Regions from separate parts of the Rattus norvegicus genome. Here region 2 is linked to region 1. A link is a contact called in public Hi-C data. All regions are on one chromosome and are shown on one strand. The core of a region is the stretch at or near the end of the contact, and the rest is flanking DNA. Distances in the headings are between cores, read along the strand shown.

Region 1 (5,314 bases), core at 1,887-4,386:
AAAACAAGGCAAACAGACACATGAAAACAACCTAGGGGAGAGTGGGTTTGTTTTAGCACTTAGGTGCACATCTCTGTCATAGCAGGAAAGCAAGGGCATTAGGACAGTTAATTGTGTCATGTCCGGAGTTAAACACAAAGGGCGGTGATATACATACACGTTTACTGTTCAGCTTTTCTCTTCTTTTATCCAGCCCACTAATCCCAGTCCAGGGAATAGTGCTGCCTGTACTGGGTAGGTCTTCCTATATCAATAAAGGTAATCAAGACAATGTCCCACAGATAGGTCCAGAGGCTAATCTGATCTTGAGAGTTGCCCACTGAGACTCTCTTCCTGGCAAGCCTAGATTTCATCAAGCTGATAATTAAAACCAACCATTGTAAATTATATCTTTTTCTCAAAGTCCTTACAAATTTAAATTGGCCTAAGGACAATGAACCTGTCCCATGGCCACTCCATTGTATATAATTTTACTACGAAATATTCACTGCAACATTTAATAACACCTAGCCTTATGTTTATTTTTTATCTCCTTAATTTGATATTCAATTATGTGCATGGCATATGCTCAGAACAAGATTTAGAAGTGAGCTTAATGTCACATTTTGATGAGGATTTTCAAGTCTCTGCTTTTAGCATTGCAGGAATAGAAAAAGGCAGAACACCAGAGATGAGAAAGCTATGGATGTCTGTCAGGTTCAACAAGGAAATATTCAGTATTTCAAATTAAAAATAGGTATAAAACTATAAGCTTTATTCTGATGAGTGATTTGATGTAGTTTGAAATTATATTTTAGTTCCAAAGATCTACCTCTTACATACTCAATAAAATAAGGTATCCCTAAAGAAAATGGCTCATGCTTATATCTCATCAGACTGTTTATTGATGTGTTAGACATTTTTGATATTATAACTATATAATATATCAGGTTTTAAATACAACATTTAAAGAGCATCTGGATGAATTACCTTTGAAACAATTTGTTTAAACCTAATAGGCTTTGCACGTGCTGAAGATTGATTAGTTACGTGACTAATTCCTCCATTGTATAACTCTTCTGTTTTGATATTTGTGGCTACTTGCTAGAAAACAAAGAGCAGTCGTGTAATGGGCTTGTTGCTAATCACCTAGGAGATCTCTGAGCTTCTTCTTTGAGATACAGACTTGAACATCAGAGAGAGGCAGAAGATCAAGCCAGGACTCAGTTCAAAAAGCCAGGTGTGGTGGCACCCACTTTTAATCCCAGTGCTAAGAAGGTGGACAGAAGTGGATTCCTGGGTCTCACTGGTCAGCTAACCTAGCTTATTTAGAGTCACAATAAATAAGGTGGACAGCTCCCAAGGAATGACATCCAAGACTGACCTCTGACTTACACATTCATGTGCACATATATGCACATGAACATATACATACATGTGCATCTGCGTACATATAAACCTGCAATGATGTACATACACATAAACACACAAATATTTCCTATTCTACCACACCATATATTAATTCTGTACATGAAACACTCTACGTGTTATTTGTATCCTTGAATATACAGATGCATGAAGAGCTGTGATATTTATGGGACGAGGGAGCAAGTGTCATGGTCAAGTATTCAGCATACCATCCATGCAAGAACTGGGTGTAAAATTGGGCATTTTATGTTTGGAAGAAGATGAATGCTGAGGTGAAAGAGATGATCAAGATTCATACATTCATGAAAGACATTGCTTACACAAGGTGGTTCTGTTAGCCAAATCCTTGCCTACTTGATTCATGAGGTTGTCTTTGAAGTTCGAACAGGGGAGTTTTAGGAAAGATGAAAAGAAGTGCTTTAAAACAGTGGGAAAGAAATTTATGGAAGCTTCATGGAGGTACAGGCTGAAATACTGTCTGATCAAATAAAGAAGCATGAATGTCCCTATGGAAGAAAAAAATGATGATGCTTTTTAGAACATTCTTAGCTTTGCTTTTAAAGCACAATATGGATAATTATACACGATTATATAATCCCTTAAGATTTTCATAGCCATGAATGAATTTTCATGTTCTGAGTTAGGCAATAGCACTGCACATGACCAAATGGACAGTGATTTATAAAATTCCTCTTCCCAGAAGAGATCATTGCTCTCTACCTGGTGTTATTTTGTCCTTTGTTTTAGAGTTGGAGCCTATGAGACTCAAAAACAATCCTCTTGTCTACAATCAGATTCTCTCCTTAGTCATGTTTTGGGAGCGAGAAGATACCCCAAGGAGACACTTGTAGATATCATATCATTGGAACAATAGACCACAAGGAATTAGAAGTTACTCGGGAATCTCTTGCTGGGTGATAGAAAATGCTGAAACTTGGTGTGTACCAAAAGGGGGATTCTTGTCTCACAGAAGAAGAGTTCACAGTTTTGACAATTTGTTAGAGACTGGAGCAAAGACAACGGTGATAGCCAGAACCACTCGTTGACCAGGGCTGTTTAGGATGGATGTCTCTTGCTCTCAGAATGTACATCGAATGTCAGGGTCTTGAAGAGGGACTTGAAGTAGGAGTGAGTGGTCACTAGACTTCTTTTTTCTTTTTCTAAATGTGGCCATATTGAAAATACTTCCCTTCTCTGCCTTCCTCTCTTGCCATGTTTTTTAAATTGTCCTATTAGGAATAGATGCTTTGTTAGGGCTGCCAGGGACTAGGCTGTGACTGTAACAACTCTGGTAACAAAAATCACTGAACAATTTGGGAGAATTCAGCTAAGGAAGACATTTTATCAATTGTCAAGTTCCTTGCATCTGACTCCAAAAGTTCTGTGGCAACTCTTCATCATGTCCCCTGTGAACACCGCCCTTCACCCCCTAGCATGATTGCTATGGGAAAAGTCTCCTTTAGAGAGAGCAAGTTTTCAAGCAGGTGCAGTGAAAGCATGATCACTTTGTGCACTTCAGTGGTAAACTCATTTCCTCTCATTGACCCTTGACTGGCCCTTGCCCTGTAGACAGGAGATGGCAGCTGAATGGTCGCTGTAGTAATAATGGGAGACAAACAATGCTTATTCACACTCTCAAACCAGGATGACCTGCCCTTATGAAGTGAGCCACTGGGCCACAGGCATGCCGCACACTCTGGGCTAGTCAGCATTCTCTATTGAAAAAAGTACTTCCTCATCTCTAATGTCCTTTCTTGTCTCTCAGCCTTGCCTCTGTTCCCAAGGCTGCCTGGGGTGAGTCAGGGACCATGACCTGGCTGTGATGTCATTGCTCAAACAGCCACAGCTTAGGAACCCCCCATCAGCAACAAAACAATGATGCTATTTTCCTCATGAGCTGGAAGATCTTCCTTCAAAGCCAAATAAAATACCAGAGACTTCAGTGCTTCCCTGTCTCCTTTTTATTTTTGAACTTTCTCCCTAACCCCTAAGTAGTCTTCTGGATTCTTTTTTTTTTTTTTTTGTCTTTCATGTTTTGGCAAGAAAGGTTCACTGGTGGTCCAGAGTGGTGCAGATTCTCTTCCCAGTTGTTGATACTGAAGCCCCAAATTCTTTTCCACGCTCAGCGGAGTCCCTTGGTTTTCCTCTTAGAACTTTGAGGGTATGTATGCTTCTACATGGAGATGTGCATGTTCACGCTAAAATGAATTCATTAAAGGAGTCAGCCTCTTCGGGAGGTGTCGCATCACAGAAGCAAAGTGGTTGAAAGGCTTAATCAATCTCACTTGCATTTATTGACATCTTTGTTCCATCTGCTCCAATGTAATTTCAGACTTGTCACCATCATCTAGGACAGGATGTTCTCGGATTACTCGGTCGTTTATTTAATTAGCTCCCGGTAGTTATTAAATGAGTGAACCCCCTTCTGTAGCTGCTTCATTCTGGAATTTAACGTTATGTCCCAAATATCATTGTTTTCACTGTAAAAATATTTAGTTGTCAATTACATTATAGGTCTGTGTGTGGGCCTGTGTGTGTAGCTTCAGCTTCCTGAAGAGGTCAGAATGGGGTATAGGGTCTTCTGTAGCTAGAGTGACAGGTGATTGTGAGAGTCCATGTGGGTTCTGGGATGGGAACTCAAGTCTTCCGGAAGAGCAATGCATGGTTACCTGCTGAGGTATGTCTGTACTCCTCCAATGTCATTAGTATTTTCTACCAGCACTAGAGCAAAGGCTTACTTGTCCGTTTGTTGTGCATTTTTATGAACTGACTTTAAATAACTTGAAATCGGTCCACACTGAGCCATTGATAATGCAGTCCAAATTGCACACATGCTTGCTTTTCCAATCATAAAGTGCATTCTAGATTTTGGCACACATGCATGTGATTGAATGGCTCCGTTTATAACATCCAAAAAATAGGACATGGGGCAGAAGTATCCCTCATGGCTGTCTGTCTTGGAGAACCGACGCCTTTGAACCTGAGGAAAGGGAGTTTTGATTTGCTCTCTTGGTTTTCCCCTAGCACTTCAGTTCCAAGTGTCCCAGGAGCCTAGAGTAGCAGTCAGTATGGGGTCAGATAAGAAATATTTTAGGCCCAGTGAACTATCATTGCTTCATTACAGTTTCTCAATTGTATCCTTCAAGCAAAAGTAGCCACGGACACAATGAAAGTGTCAAATGAGGGTAGCTGTGTTCTAACAAAAAGGGTGGGAGAAAAAGCAATCCTTGTGTGGAATGCATCTGGCTAAGTTGCCGCGATTCTTATGGGCCCGCTATCATTTTTTTTCCTTCTACCCACATATCCTTAACCTTCATATACTGGGAAGTTTGAATGTAGGCTGAATAAAAAGAAGACATGATTCATTCTTTTCACTTTCTGGTCAGTTAGAGAAGGATCATATAAGATCCCATGCACAGACATACTGTGCTGTGACAGACTTTTGTAGGGGAGGTCTCTCTCTCTCTCTCTCTCTCTCTCTCTTTCTCTCTCTCTCTCTCTCTCTTTCTCTCTCTCTCTCTCTCTCTCTCTCTCTCTCACACACACACACACACACACACACACACACACACACACACACACCACTCAGGAAGCCCACAATAGACCACAGTATAGATCCCACCAATGTTCAACTTGGTGAACTAATGAGTGTTATTGGGGTTACTTACAGGAATATAAGTGAGGGGTTATGCATAGGAGCAGAAAGGACTCCGAGCTAAAGCAAGAAGGCCTACCATAAATCAATAACCACTCACAAATACCGGAAACCTGTATCCCCTGCACAGGCTGAAGGCAGCAAAATAGTCTGGATGGTCCTTTGCCAGTGAGCCAGTAGGTCTGGACCTCCTACAGGCATCTTGGCTGTTTTCTGTTTCTTTTGGGCTGCGGTTGGCTTTGCCTCTTCCAG
Region 2 (5,314 bases), core at 1,428-3,927, 1.4 Mb before region 1:
CCTCCCAAATGCTGTGTGATTAAAGGCGAGTGCTGTCACCCCCTGGCTACTGATGACTTCTTATTTGAGCTGTCTTTCCACCCTCTGATAACCAAGCTACTTTCACACCCAATCTTCTACCTGCAGGACTCAGGTCTCTGCCTTTGAGTTGGAATATTTCCAGAATTGTTTTATAAATAGACACACGCCACATTGAGCTTTCACTGTCTTGTTACATTAGTTTACCCCGACCCTTTGTTTTCTTGATTTCCTTATCTGTTAATGTCTTCCTTTTGGTGTTACCTCTGATCATTTCCCCTCGAATGTGTACTTTCCTTTGCCCATCAGCCTAGCAGGGTTTCTGCAGCACACCATTGGATGTACGTCTAGTATGTTTTTATGGAAATCTTATGCAGCTGCCTTCTGAAATGTATAGCCTCTGAAATGCATTATTCAATGGAGAAGAAGCTTATGTTTATGTGTTTATCATTCTTGTATAAGTAATAGAAAACTGAGGAAAAGTATGTCTTAGAAGGCTTGAGGCTGAAAAACATTGAATGCAGGAATTTGAGAAGCTCACATTTTCTTGAATAGCAATTGGTGTTTATCTTTGCAGTGTGTTCTTTTCTTGCTCTGGGATAAAATGTTATGGAGAGTGTTATGTCTGAGTATAAACCCTATGCAGAGGGCAGAGTGGGTGATACATAGTCATCGTTTTTGATGCATAGAATTATCCCAAATGCAATGTCTTTATTCTGAGACATTCTGACATTCTTAGAAATAGGGACTAGAAGTATAAGCAAGGCATTTATTTGTAAATTGGAGCATTTTAAGGTTAAGTTTGGCTGGGGAAATTTAGTTATTAAAAGGCAGCTACAAACAGTTAGAAAATTTGGGGCCACATACCTTGTAAGGAGATGTTGTGTGTTAAGTCCACATATTGAAGAGAAGACTGGTAGGCGTTAGATTTGTTTAACAGCAACTTACAATTAGTCTTTTTTTCATGGACCTACTTAATGAATAAATATGTCACTGGGAGAAAACAGAATGTTTTATGTATGTATTAAAATAATTTCTCTTATTTTTGATATTACAATATATTTGTAAAATTTCCCTGATGGGCAAGCTGGCATTAAAGATGATTCTTCTAAATGTAAGCAGAATTCCACATTATCAATTAACTTGGAGCTAGAAGGATAATAGCATCAGATTTCTGCAAGTTATCAGAACAACTATCCCAGACCTTCCTCCTGCCTTCCCTGTCCCTCACTGGAGAATACAGATTAGCAAGGACTAGTATGTTAGGTGGGTAGATTTTGAGAGGATCCCAGTCTTACTGGAAGGATAAAGATCGAAACCTGTCCCAGAGACAGAATTACTTGGTACTAGCATTCGATGATTCTTGCTTTGAAACTACTGGTGTGTCTTGGGAAGGGCTCTCTAAGTGTTTCTCCATAGTATCTATTCTGGAAAAATTGTAAAGTATGTGTTTGGAGAATGGCTTAAAAATAAACAAGAGGGACTGGAGAGATAGGGAAAGACGTTCAGTGGGTAAGAACGTTTTTCTATAAAAGCATGAGTACATGAATTCAAGTCCCCGGGAGTCATAAATGCATACTAATGCACACTCATGTGCACACACCGCACCCCTACATAAAAGGAAATTTAAAAACAGTGTTGGCTAGTTTTATGACAACTCGACACAAGCTTAAGTCATTTGAGAAGAGGAAACACGTAATGAAAAAAATGTCTCCATAAGATCAGGTTGCACGAAAGCCTGTGGAGCACTGCATCCTTTTTTTTTTTTTTTTTTTTTTTTTGGTTCTCTTTTTTGGAGCTGGGGACCGAACCCAGGGACTTGCGCTTCCTAGGTAAGCGCTCTACCACTGAGCTAAATCCCCAGCCCCTGGAGCACTGCATCTTAATTAGTGATCACTGGGGAAGGGCCCAGCCCATTGTGGGAAAACCCAACCCAGAGTCTGGTGGTTCTGGGTGCTATAAGAACTCAGGCTTAGCAAGCCATGTGAAGCAAGCCAGTAAGCATCATTCCTCCAAGACTTCTGCTTCAGCTTCTGACCTGTTTTAGTTCCTATCCTGGCTTCCTTCAGGGATGAACAGAAGATGTGGAGGAGTAAGCTGAAGAAACCCTGTTCTCCCTAAGTGGCTTTGGTCGTGGTGTTTGGTCACAACAATGATAACTCTAACCAAAGGGAATAAAATTGATCCAAACAAAGCCTTAGTAATGGATGAGTCAAAGAGTCACATCTACCTTACCCTCTGTACTCTTTTCTAGAACTTTCATCAGACAATGACATCATTTGCAAGAAATAAGGAAAAAGTGTTCTAAAAATTAAATTCAGCTACATATATTTATATAACGTCCCACCTTCCTCCTGTCTACCCTGCCATTCCCCCTCATCAAATTCCTGGCCTTTTTTCTTTAACTAATTTTGTTTTACAACACGCACGCACGCACGCACACACGCACGCACGCACGCACGACTTGCTGCTTGAATTTAGTGTTGTTTGCATTTTCATTATTTTAGGACTGAAGATCCGTCACTATTGTTGACGCTCTATGCATTTTAGACACAGAAGTAGGGAGGTTTTCAGCTGGAAAAGACAAAAGCAATCTGCTTTAGTGAACCCAAGCAGTGAGAATTTCGTAGTCTCGAGGTTCTATTTCCTGTTTCCTGCAGATGGCGCTAAATCCTTAGACATGTTCACATTGCTTGGCATTTCCGGGAAAGGGACTGCTTGTTTGCTGCTGAATTCTCCTAATTGTTTTGACAGTAAGTGGTGCTATAGTGTGCAAGATTTAATCCTAAAGACAGTTTATTTAAATTATTAAAAACAAACAAACAAACAAAGCCCCAAACACTACGTTTTGGCAACTGGCATCTGTGGTTGTGTCCAAGTCCTGTAAGAGGCTTTTAATAGAAATGACTAAGGACGTCGCGATCCTGTGCTTTTATCAAAGGTCGTGTCTGTCTTCTTCCTCTTTTTTTTTTTTCATAAAAATCCTAAAGCTGTTAAAGTGCCCATTATCCATTGTTCCTACTCATTTCCGGTTCCTCTGTTGCTTTGTATGGCTGAATGGCCATCTATGACAACGGTAAGGCGTTCATAGTCTTCCCCTTAGTCAGTTAAGGAACACTGCCTAGCTGTGTCCTGAGAGGCACTTTATTACTTCCCCATATGGTTCCAAGGGGAAGTTAGAGTACAATGTGACTCAGCGACAGGAAACTCAAAAAAAAAAAAAAAAAAAAAAAAGTGCCACCAACGAGAAAACAACAAAACGCTTCTAAAAGCTGCATTTGAGCCAAGAGTGTGTCTTCCTGACACTGTCGTTGTTTATTGATTCCAGAACCGAGTAGAAAGGTTTTTATGCCCTCAGGAAGAAATTATAAAATAATGCTTAAGGGTTTCTAAATATCATCGTTGATGTAAAAATCTCCCCCCCCCCTTTTTGTGTTAAAGCAGGCAGATTTACTCATGTCTGAGATGACATTTTAAGTTCTCCAACATGGTGCAGATATGTCTAATTTCTCAAAAATAAGGAAGGGGAACCTTCAGAAATGTTTTTAACATATTTTTACGTGTCCCCCCCAGGCCCTGGTTTCGTGACCAGTTTTTATTTCTTCAACGAAATAATAATTCCAGGCAAAATGAAATCAAACAAATGTCTGAAACAAATGGCTTCTACAAAAAGAGGTAACGGGGGGACTAAGAATGGAGAATGTCCCCACTTGGGAAATAACCAATGTGTGTGCTTGTGTTGTGCTTCTGCATTCTTATCCTGAGCTTAAGACAACTATAAATATTTTGAAGTTCATGCAGGATGCATGATTGACTTCAGAGTAAATTCCAAGCTCCATATTTTAAAGTTATGTATTAAAACATCTAGCATTCTCAAGTACCTTTTAAAGCTATGGCATCCTCAATCGCCCATATTTTTCAAATGGATTGATACATAAATTTGAAATGTGACTTCATTTTATTGATATATGAGTTTTAATTTTATATTTCAACTAATACACAAAATATTACAGTACTCAATTTTGTGGACTAGTTAACTAACATTAGTATCATTTATTATTGGTTTGTACCATTTGGAAAAATGAAAGAAAAGAAATATTGTTGGTAAAGAGGCAGTTTATGAAATATGTGCTTACTAAGTCAGCAGTTAGGATTATTATTTTAAAAATAATAACATTAAACATTATCAAAGTTATATGTATTATTACACCAATAATTCCCTGCTTTGATTTATAGGGAACTCTTAAATGGCACCTTCTTCATTATGCATTTTTCTTAACACTCCATTAAAATACTATTCTAGTCAAGAAGTACCCTTCAGGTCAGTTAAGAATTTTATACTGGTTTGCAGAAAGAACTGAACTACATGCTGTTTGTAAGTATCTGAACTTCATGTGGTTCAAAGGCCTTTGAAATATTCAAGAAATTGCCAGTTTTCATAGTAACGAAAAGAGAATTATTTGGCGAGCACAGTATATGTTTGCCTCTCTTTTACTTTATATTATACATATGTTTTTAATAATATGATCTGCGAATTTGAAATAAATCTAAAAATAATGTGAACCCCGAGGTATAGTGTTCCCACATTTTTGAAAAAAAGATGCGAACATCTAGCAAGTATAATTCTGTGTCTCTGTGGTCAGATTGTCAGTCAGTCATCTTAAAGATGGATCTGAGAAAGCAGGAACGATATTTGAATGGCTAGGACATTTAAGGGGGTTTCTATTCAGTATAAAATTGACTATTATTTATCAGTCAACATAAGAACGGTTTCCAAAAGATCAGTGTGAGTACATTGTGAATAAAAACGTGGTCGCTGACAAATTCGTATCTTTGCATGTGCGCCTCTGGTAAATTTATATTTAAAATGTTATTTAGCGTTCCACAATTTGTCCACATTTAAATGGGTTCTTTCAAATTCCCTTTGGTTTCATGCTATTTGAGAATAAAAAGGACTAGCTGGGTGAGCTGATGGGTTTCCAGTGTCTTCCTGCTCGCTGCCTGTTTTAATAAGGCATAGCCTCTATAGCCATTAGTGGGGTTTGATGATGCCCTTATTGACATTTTCATTGTTTTCCCTGGTCAGCCTTAATATGCTAAGCTTGCTGCGATCTGGACCAAGGTGACTCTCTTGTGGACACTCACACTTGACTGTAAATATTTACCTCACCCATTACAAGCTCCAAAGCAGCCAAAAGAGGGACATAGCCAACCGAGTAGTTACCCAATTGGAGATGGAGAAATGGAAATGGGTATTTATTAATTTTGGCAAGCACAGAAGTATTTGGTTGTTGTT

What was found. A called contact is a pair of places that touch in the nucleus more often than the background predicts.
Region 2: a Hi-C map of Schwann cells shows a contact between it and region 1, with 13 times the contacts expected there. The contact joins two enhancer-like sites. A contact is called at or near these places in 2 of 12 Hi-C or Micro-C datasets (Schwann cells and mammary epithelial cells).

Annotation. Positions count from the first base shown.
Region 1 is chr17:69,221,358-69,226,671 of GRCr8, reverse strand. No RefSeq gene overlaps it. Among named protein-coding and RNA genes, the nearest start is that of Klf6, 230 kb to the left of the region's middle. Within about 2 kb of position 3,136, at least 9 of the 93 cell types and tissues checked have an H3K27ac peak or open chromatin away from gene starts, as enhancers often do. A contact at or near this core is called in Schwann cells, where this site is marked.
Region 2 is chr17:70,603,169-70,608,482 of GRCr8, reverse strand. No RefSeq gene overlaps it. Among named protein-coding and RNA genes, the nearest start is that of Akr1e2, 40 kb to the left of the region's middle. Within about 2 kb of position 2,677, at least 23 of the 93 cell types and tissues checked have an H3K27ac peak or open chromatin away from gene starts, as enhancers often do. A contact at or near this core is called in Schwann cells, where this site is marked.